Linked DNA regions of Mus musculus: region 1 is linked to region 2. The links are chromatin contacts, called in public HiChIP or PLAC-seq maps. All regions are on one chromosome and are shown on one strand. The core of a region is the stretch at or near the end of the contact, and the rest is flanking DNA. Distances in the headings are between cores, read along the strand shown.

Evidence for each region. HiChIP or PLAC-seq counts read pairs in DNA pulled down with a chosen protein or histone mark.
Region 1: an H3K4me3 HiChIP or PLAC-seq map of forebrain shows a contact between it and region 2, with 8 times the contacts expected there. The contact joins the promoter of Vsig10 here to the promoter of C330018A13Rik in region 2. A contact is called at or near these places in 3 of 39 promoter capture datasets (the 3T3-L1 cell line, hippocampal neurons and pre-B cells), 1 of 15 datasets of contacts at CTCF or cohesin (pro-B cells), 1 of 484 Hi-C or Micro-C datasets (cerebellum) and 1 of 115 datasets of contacts at active chromatin or transcription factors (forebrain).

The regions. Positions count from the first base shown.
Region 1 is chr5:117,315,373-117,320,668 of GRCm38.p6, forward strand. It overlaps Vsig10 (V-set and immunoglobulin domain containing 10), which reads left to right and starts at 3,894. Exons shown (of 10, transcript NM_001033311.3): 1 at 3,894-4,131. The coding sequence starts at 4,071. Gm52828 (a long non-coding RNA gene) reads left to right here. Exons shown (of 3, transcript XR_003955988.1): 3 at 1-775.
Region 2 is chr5:116,119,728-116,125,359 of GRCm38.p6, forward strand. C330018A13Rik (RIKEN cDNA C330018A13 gene) reads left to right here and starts at 3,887. Exons shown (of 2, transcript NR_153384.1): 1 at 3,887-4,100.

The DNA of each region.
Region 1 (5,296 bases), core at 2,644-5,143, 1.2 Mb after region 2:
GAGCGTGGGTCTTCTTTCCAAATCCATATGGGTCTTCTTTCCAAATCTCATGGGTCTTGGAGCCACAGAACTTCACCATCTTAGCCTGTGCTCCAGAGAGGCTGGGCTCCGGTTATGAACAACCTCGTCTGACAACTCTCTTTTCCGCCTCACCCCACAGTCCCTCTTCTTGGATGTTTGCCTGTTTATCTGCCTTATTTGTTTCTCCACAACCCAGGCAGGGGCGGCAGAAGCAGCAGCAGCAGTAGCAGGTTTCCACCCAGGCTGGTCCTCAAAGCCTCGAGGGACATCTCTAGGTTACTAAGACTCTCTCAAGAGTCACCTCTAGGGACAGGGGGAGTGAGTGGGGCAGAAATAATTGGCACAAAGGTGACTTGCCTGACTGTTGTCAAAGACTCAGACTGAAGAGGCAACCCCCATGAAGCAGCTGGCCAGAACCTTAGTCAATTCTTTCCTACCCGGCTCCCCTCATGGTGGCACCTCCAGCTAGGGAAATGGCTTCAGGAACAGAGCATCTGCCCAGCACGCAAGAGTCCCTGGCAGCCATCCCCAGCAAACACAAGAAACAAACAGAAACAATGTGGCAGTCTGAGATGTGGAATCAAAATTGTGACTCTTCTACTTCTCCTATAATGGAGCCTCTTGGAATCCTCTGGAAAGTGAGAAAGAAGTCATCCATCCCTCTGGTTAGCCAAGGACTGACCATGAGAGTGACCTGGAGCTAGTCCACCACCACCAGGCAGACAGACAGGGAAAGGGGCTGCTAATAGATTTGGTGGGGTTTTTTTTTTTGGGGGGGGGGGTGTTTTGAGACAGGGTTTCTCTGTATAGCCCTGGCTGTCCTGGAACTCACTCTGTAGACCAGGCTGGCCTCATACTCAGAAATCTGCCTGCCTCTGCCTCCCAAGTACTGGGATTAAAGGCGTGCGCCACCACTGCCCAGCTAATCCACCTCCTGACTTCCTTTGGTGATGAACAGCAATGTGGAAGTGTAAGCTGAATAAACCCTTTCCTCCCCACCTTGCTTCTTGGTCATGATGTTTTGGGTGGGAATAGAAACCCTGACTAAGATACCACCCCAGCATGGGTGACAGCTCAAAAAGCTGGGAACCTGAAACACACTGCCACAGCCGGCAGGCAGCTCAACGGATCGGAGAGAGTCCTTCCCTGGGTGCCTCAGCTGGTCTGAACTCTTTCCAGGAAGCACAGAGATTTCTGCTTCTCCCAGCTAGCTGGTCTGGTCTCGAGTCTTCTTTAAAGCTCGGCTTATCTGAGTTTTCTTTTTGCAGTTTGGTTTTTCTTACTCTGGAGGGGAGGGGGCCTAGTGAATCTGCTCAGTTTCAGACACTTCCGGAAGCTATTTTGCATTGTTTTAACTTCCTGCTTAAAGAGCTTTCATTAAGAACGAAATGTCTCAATCTTGGAGGAAACTGTTACAACTGGTCAGATGTGTTCAAGCAGAGTCCAGAACCTGTTTACCTGAAGCTGTGGACCTATTTGCTCCCCTTTCTTTGTCTAAGCTAATCATTCCAAAATTAGGTTTGCCCTTCCCAAGAAGTTAAGACTTCAGAGCCAGGGCTGGAGAGAGGGCTCAGCGGTTCAGAGAACAGCTTTTCCGGAGGTCCTGAGTTCAAATCCCAGCAACCACATGGTGGCTCACAACCATCTTTAATGAGATCTGATGCCCTCTCCTGGTGTGTCTGAAGATAGCTACAGTGTACTTACATATAATAAATAAATCTTAAAAAAAATTGACATCAGAGTCACGGAACCCCACCACCATCACCGCCATCTCTGCTCTGTGAAGACTCTCTCTGTGCCTTGCTCTGTTTTGTCTGGGCTACTTTTCTCTTTTTCTGCCTTCTGTGTGATTTTTTTTTCCCCTCTGCCTTTTAATTCACTGATTGGTGGAAAAAACAAACCAGACAAGATTAGCCATGTTTAATAGCCTAGGCAGATATGTATCTGCCCCACAGCTCGTACTTAAAAAACCCTTTATTCTGTTTTTACTTATGTACATGAGTGTGTTCCTACACCCATGCACATGAAGGTGCCCTGGGAGAACAGAAGTGTGTGCTGGATCCCCTGGAGCTGGAGCGACTGGCAGTTGGGAGCTGCCTGTGGGGGCTGGCAACAAACTTACAGTCTCTGCAAGAGCACTGAGCACTCTCAGTAGCCAAGTCATCTTTCCAGCCCCCCACAGTTCAAGTCCATATTTGATTATGGGATTTAGGGGCCTGGCTCAAATGAGAGATTTCTACGACAATGCTCAGTGTCTATGAAAAGGTTTGCTTAGTTTGGAGTAAGCCAAAGTACTCCATCCTTACAGCAACCTCCCGTGGTAGTCTCTTACTGATGACCTGCCTTACCATGGGAAGCCCCATTTGCTCAGCCAGTCTTCCTGGTACTTCCCAGGGCATTGGTGTTTCCAAACGGGTGGTTTCCTCTGTGTGATGCTCAAACGTACAGACCTATGTCCCCTTGGCCTTAGTGGTCCTGGAAAATGTGACAACATTGGAATATGGTCACAGATGTGGACCTGGGGTTGGATTAAGCAGAATCTAGTCCTGGTTTTCCCTATAACAAACTCATCTTGGCAACTCCAGCTGAGTAAAAAGGGACTGAATGGTGTCTCTGGTCTAAGGGTTGCAGGAACTCTGTGGTTAACTCAGCAAGTGCCCTGGGCCTGCTCCATGAAATTTCCCTCTCTGTGCACCATCAAGGTTCCAGAACATTCCAGAGTCTTAGCCACGATGCTTTCTACGATCAGCTTGTTGACTTAGGACTAGAAAGTTGGTCTGGAGCGCTCAAGTATCATCAAAACCAACTAACTTAAGATAGCCAGAGTGGCATGGTTGTACCTCTGATCCCAGCATGTGGAAAGTTGAGGCAGGAGGACTGCCTCAAAGGTAGAAGACTGAGTCAAATGCTGTGTCAAACTACCATGCACATTCATTTATTTAATATAGCCTAGGTGACAACTAGGTGCGTGGCCCTAAGGAGGCAGGGCTCGATCCGAATAAACTCCCTCGTGTTTATGGAATCAAGGCAGTTCTCTCTAGGAAACCTTACCTTAGGACAGTGAGGTTTTCTGTGATTTCTTTTTTTTTTTTTTTTTTTTTTTCCAATTTCCATTTTAGCCTTTTCTCCATATTTTACTTTGGTTTGGCGGTGCTGGAGATAGAATCCAGGGCTGGGCTCAGGCGCTATACCCCTGAATGTCATCCTTAGCCGTCCCAATATTTTATAAACTCACAAAAAGACTCGGAGAACTTGAGCCGAGGGACGCCCACCTCCCAGAGCCCACAGTGAAGATTCCACAGCGATGACTACATCCTTGTTTTGAACACGAAGTTTTCTCTCTGAGCCCTTTCAAGGGCAGATCCTCCCGAGGGCCCAGCTGTGGCGGTGTCCACCAGGACACAGAATCGGGATGCCAGAAAGCTGAGCCCGGAAATGTGGCGCTCCGGGGCTCTGCCAGGATGGGGGTTGGGGAGACCAAGAGGGTCTGCTGTGGGAGCACCTGAAAACGAAACTCGCTCTTCTCGTGTGGTCTCGACCCAAGTTCATTCGAGAACCCGAGTCTCGTGGTTGCTTTTGGCCGGACGGTCGCGGGATCATCTTTCCCTGGGCTCTGAGCGATGGCGGCGCTGTGGCCCGCCCCTGCACCGGAGAACCCAGATGACAAGCGCGATAGAGCCGCAGGGCTGGGACGTAGCCGGGTGCCCGGCAGCCCGCGCTCAGTGCAAGGCCGGGGAGTGCGTCCCGCAGCGGCGGGCCAGCGCTCACGGCCGCTACCTCCCAGGCCCCGCGGGACTGAGATCGTCGCACAAGGCCCTCCTCCCGGTCAAGGTGGAGGAAGTTGCCGGAGAGGCGGGAGGGGGCCAGCGGCTGTTGTTTTCCGCCAGTCGGGCGGGCTGGGCGCAGGGGCGGGGCGCGTGCCCCAGAGGCGATCGTCGGGGTTCGGCGGGAGCATCCTAGCCGGGGAGCCCCTCGCCGCTGGCCGGGGAGTCCTAGGAGCCCCGTGCACCCCGAGCTGCGCGCTTTCCCAGGAGTAGATCTCTGGAGCCATGGCCGGACTCCGCGTCCTGCTGTGCCTCGGGGCGCTGCTGGCCCGCCAGGGCTCCGCAGGTAAGGGACTTGCCACCCCCAACCCGGGGACCCTAAAGCCCCCGCAATAAACGTGCGGCAGGACCCACCGAGGGGCACGTGGAGGGGAAAGCGATCCCCCACCCCTTCCCTTTTCGTTGTTAACTCCGTGTTCTGGCTTTGCCCGCCGCATCGGCGCACCTCGCTGTAAGCTTCCATTTGTGTCCATCTCACTGTCTCCCCGCTTCCCAGATTGACCCGGCCTTACACCTGTAAATTACGGAGTTGCTTCCTTACGCCCTCCCGGAGTGAGTTTACCTGAGCCGACCCGTGCGTTCCAAGCCGCGCCTTTTTCCTCTTCCATTCCTTTTCTCTTCTCCTCTTACTTTTTCTTTTGAAGTCATTTCAGACTTGACCAAAGATTACCCCCCCCACCCCCGCCCCCCCCCGCTACGAGATATAGGTGGCGAATGGTCTTATTGTAGCTCATCTACCTAGCGTTGTTGCAGAAAAGTACCGCGCGAGGGGGTTTGGGTTGGGGGGTGGGAAGAGGCGCGCGCGCGCGCGTGCGGGGGGGGGAGTGTGCTTAGCAAAACATATAGATTAGAAAAGGATGTTTGAGTTTAACTCGCTCGCGAATTCCTACAGTGTAGGAACATTTCGATATGGGGTTGGGGTGGGGGAAAACAAACCCAGGAGGTGTGGGTAATTTCCAAACCCACCCCACCCACCTGCTAGCCTTGTACGTTTAGGAAGTAAGCTTTTCAGTCATCTCTGAGCTCCCTGGCAGCAAGGGGCAATAGTTCTTAACTATTATGCGCTTCGAATTCACTTAGCTATTTTGCTTTTATAACTTGTTTACGTGTAAAAATCAGTACCATTTCCCGTAACCTAGGTTTGCTTGACTATGTGGGAGGAAAACATTTGAAAGTTTGACAACACAGGCTGTCCCACTAGAGACTGGGCCGTGGCCTGTGTTATGTGGGACATGTGACCCCAAATTTGTTCCACTTTTTTCTTGCTGTGTTATCCCCCCGGTCTTTTTGGGCCATGGATTTTAAAAATTTCTTGCTGATGATGCACGTGTCCCAGGCAGTCCTCGGCTCTTAGCCACACCACCAACTCCAGTCAAAGAATGGTACCTGACCGCCTTGCTTGGCATTCGACTTAGTGACCCTTCTGTTGTAAGCCATTGGTTGGGAGTTAA
Region 2 (5,632 bases), core at 2,637-5,136:
CCTCTTCCTCCTCTTCCTCTTCTCCTCTTTCTTCCTCCTCTTCTTCCTCCTCTTCCTCCTCTTCCTCCTCTTCCTCCTCTTCCTCCTCTTCCTCCTCTTCCTCCTCTTCTTCCTCTTCCTCTTCCTCTTCCTCTTCCTCTTCCTCTTCCTCTTCCTCTTCCTCTTCCTCTTCTTCTTCTTCTTCTTCTTCTTCTTCTTCTTCTTCTTCTTCTTCTTCTTCTTCTTCGTGGTAAGGACAATATTAGGCCCACAGAGTGAAAGATTTCCAAGGAAAGGGAGGGGGAGCATTCCCAAAAGCACCGCCCCCAGAGAAGGCACCCTAGATAAAGGACCATCTTAGCCAGGCTGACAGCATCCCATACTCCATCATTTCACCAGTGAAGGAACGGAGGCATGAGGAGTAAACCTTTCCAAGATCACAGGCTTACGGGGAGAATCGAAAGAGAATCTGATCAACTCCAGGCCCCCATTCACTTTTTCCATTGCTGCCTCTGTCTAGACCCAACTCTGGTAGAGACTTTCAGTCTCTTCTTCCTATAGCCCAACAGGGCCTCCTCTGGGGTAGCCTTCTGAACACTTGTTCTCCATTCCCAACCTTGCCTCTCCCCCTCAGCCTGTGATCTTGAAAAAGTTTACTCCACATGTCTCAGTTTCTTTGTTCATGGAATAGGGATTTGGGATGCTGTCAGCTTGGGTAAGATGGTCCTTCATCTGTGAGCCTAATATTGTTTTTATCACAAAAGTGATACACATAAAATCTCAACAATGTGCAGGGGTCACCTGCACAAGACCAGTGCAATCAGGAAGACAATATGGATTGGGGGTGGATTTCACAAGGCTCGCCCCTGGGTGAAGGGCTACAGGCACATCAATGGCTGCTGAGAGAAGAAGAATCAGCCTTCTCAAGGGATGATGAACCCCTGCTAGGGGAGAGGTTATTCTGTCCTTAGACACAAACCTATGAGCAATGCCAACTTGACTTGACAGGAGATATATCTATATCTGTCTATCCATGTATGTATGTATGTATGTATGTATGTATGCATGCATGTATGTATGTATGCATGCATGCATGTATGTATGTATTATGTATATCTCCCATTTATCATCTATGTATCTATGTAGTTATCTCTCCTATGTATGTATGTATGTATGTATGTATGTATGTATGTATGTATATATGTATGTATCTCTCCTATGTATCTATGTATCTATCTCTCATATGTATGCATGTATGTATCTATCTATCTATCTCTTATATGTATGTATATATGTGTGTATTTATCTATGTATCTATATATCTAAGTATCTATGCATGTATGTATGCATTATGTATATATGTATGTATGTATGTATGTATGTATGTATGTATGTATCTATCTATCTATCTATCTATCTATCTATCTATCTATAGGAGATCATGAATTTGAGAGTGAGTGGGGCCACAGAAGGTGTTGGAGGGGGTAGGGGTGGGTGGAAAGAATGTAAACCCGGTACGCATGAAATTCTAAAAAAAGAAAAAAAGAAAAAAAAAAAAAAAGAAAAGTTGCAAAGGCCAGATGTGTCTTTTCTTGTCACCAGGTTGGGAGCCTGTGACTTTGGCTTTACAGTTAGTCTTTATGTTTTCAGAGGCAGTGATGAGAGGAGTTGGGGGACTTAGGGTGCAGTGAGCCAGAGTCAGACACTAAGGCATGCACTCGGAGACAGTGACTGCCGAGCCGTCCTCACCATGCAAGATTGGGGCACTGTGGACTGACTGTGCACACTCCATTCCCTGGCCCGCTCTCGCCGCTGCCATCTCTAATGTGCACCAAGATCCTGCCACGAGCTGGATGCTGCACATTGGGTCCTCGTGGCCTCTTTAGTGGTCTCCACACCTGACACGCGTGTTGCCCTTGGAGGCTGTGCAGAGAATGGGAGCACCACCGAGATCTGGACTTTTACCACGATTACCACACTGAAGCAGCACTGTGGAGTTCTTTTCAGGCTCTTGCAAGAGAAGGGCCATCTCTCACATGGCGTAGAGTGCGCTAGCTATGTCTCCCAGGCTCAAATGCTGTATGAACGGTCAGAACTTGCCTGCCCCCCACATACCTCATCTCAGCCCTCTATCTTGTAGGCCACTCTACCTCCAGAATTTGTCCATTCGTTATGGGCAATTTTTACTTTCTTTCCATAGCTGTTCCCTTCAATACATAACCTTTTAAGATTACATTTTAGTGCGCGTGTGCTGTGTGTGTGTGTATGCATATATCCACAGAGGCCAGAGACCAGCTTTTGAAAGTCAGTTCTCCTCTTTTACCATGTATAGATTCTGAGGATTGAACTCAGGCCACCAGTCTTGGCGGCAAGCCCCTTAATCCATCTTGCTGGTCCCCAACACCTTAAAACCAGTACTGTAAATCTCTGACAGCCCGTTCTTCCTTATCATATCTATGTCGAGATTCTTGGGGACTTTGGGGGCTGAAGATGTCTCTGTCTCATGAAGTCATTTGCACTTAGTATGTCCTCCACTCTAATTCTAACCCAGTGGTTTCTAACCTGTGAGTGTGGCCCCTTTTAAGGGTCACGCGACCATTTCACGGGGTGGGGGTGTAAAGGGGGCACATATCAGATATCCTGCATGTTAGATATGCACATCACAATTCCTTAACAGTAGCAGAATCCATGAACTAATTTGTACCTGAGGCACATTGCAATAACAAAGTAACACTGAAAAGAATTTTATGATTGGGGGAAGAGGGTCACCCCAACATGAGGAACTGCATTAAAGGGTCACAGCTTTAGGAAGCTTGAGAACCACTGGTTTATTGCAACACCTGGCATGCGGCACACACAGACAGCCTGCTGGCTCTCTCGTACATCATCGTCCCTTGCTGGTGCTTGATGGGATATCTCTGGGAAGGCCCCACGATGCTGGCTACATTGTAGCTGTGCTCTCGGTGAGAGAAGGTCTGAGCATGGGAGGGATGCATGCTATCTAGTTCACACCAGTGAAGCCCCCCTGATCCCCGGGGGCACCTGTTCTCTTCCCATGAAAAGATAGCCATTGTCGTTTTCTAAATATCTAAAGAGATGCTGAAGTTATCTCACTTCATCAGCTCTCCCAGTGTGTTCTTTTGGAAAGAATAGAAACTCGTCTTCTTTAAACTCACCCTCAAGCAGGTGTCCCCAAACTCTGACTTCTTAGCCTAAATATGTCCTGTGGTTTGCTTTTTATAGGATTTTTTTTAAAAAAATAAGGGCTATGTAACTAGGCATAGTGGTACACACACCTGTGATTCCAGTGCTTGGGAGATAGAGGCAGGAGATTCAGGAGTTCAAAGCCAGCCTCAGATACATAAGCAAGTTCAAGATCCGCTCCCACAACGCTGGGCTTCAAAACCAAATAAACAACAAAAGAACTGTTTGTATAAACAGAAAGTTCCACCGATATCTACTGGAAGTGTTTCTCTAGGGAAGATACAGTTCCATCGCAGCAGCAACGTAGATGGCTTGTGAAGTCTAGCGGGATGGCAACTTTGGGGACCAGATACATTGTTGCTGTTCTCTCGGATTCTGATGAAGCTGTTCACTCCAAAAAGATTTCTCCCTGGGGCTCTTGAAGCCCAAGAGACTGGAGATGATGCTTGTGTTGCTGCTCTTTGCTCCGGGTCATGTTTCAGTAACAAACCGTCTTCCTTGTCTGAGCATGTAGGACTTGTTACTGTTGTTGACAGTCTCTGCCTTCCCTTTTGGGCAAGACCCTTAGGTTTCGCTCAAGGGCATGGTGAGAGTGGTGCTAAGAGTTGCCACTAGATGGCGCCATAGTTACGAGCAATAGACCGACCGAGCTGGAGTCTGGCGTGGAGGAAGCAGAAAGTCTTGTGATTTCAGGCTATTTCCTGTCCTAGACAGACCTCATTCTAGACTCTGCTCTGCCACAGATCGTCGGTGTCTTTGTATGCTTAATTAAAAAAAAATGGGGATTATAAATAAAGTAATGCTCCATTTTCCCTCAGAGAGATGCGGTGAACATCAGGGAGACCAGACTTCAAGCGCCAACCACAGTTGGGCAAGGTGGACCAAAGGGCTCTGTTCTGATCCAAAGCTGGATGAAGGTACGGAGTTCTAGGGTGGCACACTCAGGACAGCCGTAGCTACAGATGACCCAGTTTGCTTAAAAAGACAACAGGGAAGGAAGGGTTTGGGACATTTTTATTATAAATGATAAACCATTTGAGGAGTGAGCTGTGTTTGCTTGTGATTGAACACAGTACCACGTACACATAAAAATCACCCAGCACAGTATGCACAGTTTCAATTTTTTTATGTAGTTAGGAATCAGTTACAAATAAGTTCAGGGTCTGGGGAGTCAGTACTGTGTAAGCGTGAGGGTCTGAGTCCAGCTCCTTTCACCCATGTCAAAAAGCCAGGGTGGGGAACATGTGCCACAGACTCCGGCATTGGGAGGCAGACACAGGCGCGCTTAGAAGCCTGATAGCCAGCCAGCCTAGCTGAATCCACAAACCCCGGGTGCAGTGAGAGACCCTGTCTCAAAATATTAAATGTGAAGCATGCTATGGTGTTTGTCAACTTGACACAAACCTGAACAGCCCTGGGAGAAGGGAGACGGAGCTGAGGAGTCCCTCTCACCACTGTAACCCCAGGCATGTCTGTGGGGGATTGCACCCAATCCATTGTGAGGGTGCTGTCCCCAGGCAGGTGGTCCGAGGCTGCAGCAGAAAGCTAGCTGAGTGATTTATAAAGAGCAAGCCAGTGGGCAGAGTTCCTCCATGGCCCGTGCTTCAGTGTCTGCCTAGAGTTAATATCTTGACTTTTTTCATGATGATGGACCGTTCCCTGCAAGCCAAATAAATCCCTTTCCTCTCCAAGTTGCTTTTAGTCAGCGTTTTATTTATTCTTTTTTTGTCTTTTTTTTTTTTTTTTTTTTTGAGCCTGGATCTCACTGCATAGCTCTGGCTGGCCTGGAATTAAAGGTGTCCACTACCATCCCTGGCAGGGTAGAGTAGTTTTTATCCTAGCAGCACACGAAAAAGACAGAGTGGTAGAAGGCCACTCAATGTTCACCTCTGGCCTATGTGTATGTACACACACACACACACACACACACACACACAGGCACGCACACACGCATAAACACATGCACAAACACATGCTCACACATGCACAAATGCACACACACATGCAGGCATGCATGTGCACACACAAACATATGCACACACATCTATACACACAACCTTATACAAGCAAAACATAAATGTAATTTAAATTTAAAAAGAGTGGAAGAATCCTTTCGAGCCTCTGTCTCCTTGTTTGCAGAACAGCAAAAAGCCAGTGCGTGGGGGCCGTGGGGGCCGTGGAGGCTGTGGGGACCGTGGGGGCTGTGGAGCTGGAACCAGATAATCCATTCCACACTGTGTAGAAGGGAGCAACCTATCAGTCAGTGGTGCGTCTGTGAGTCTGTCTGTCTGTCCTCAGGGCTCCGTTCTCTCCTCTCACTTCTCATTTTATCAGAAGGTATCCTGATGTCAACCTCTGCCTTCCACATGTGCCCATGCACAGCATGAATGTACACGTGTGCACACATACATGCCATTTCTTTATGTGCATCGCAGTTAACCATTCATCT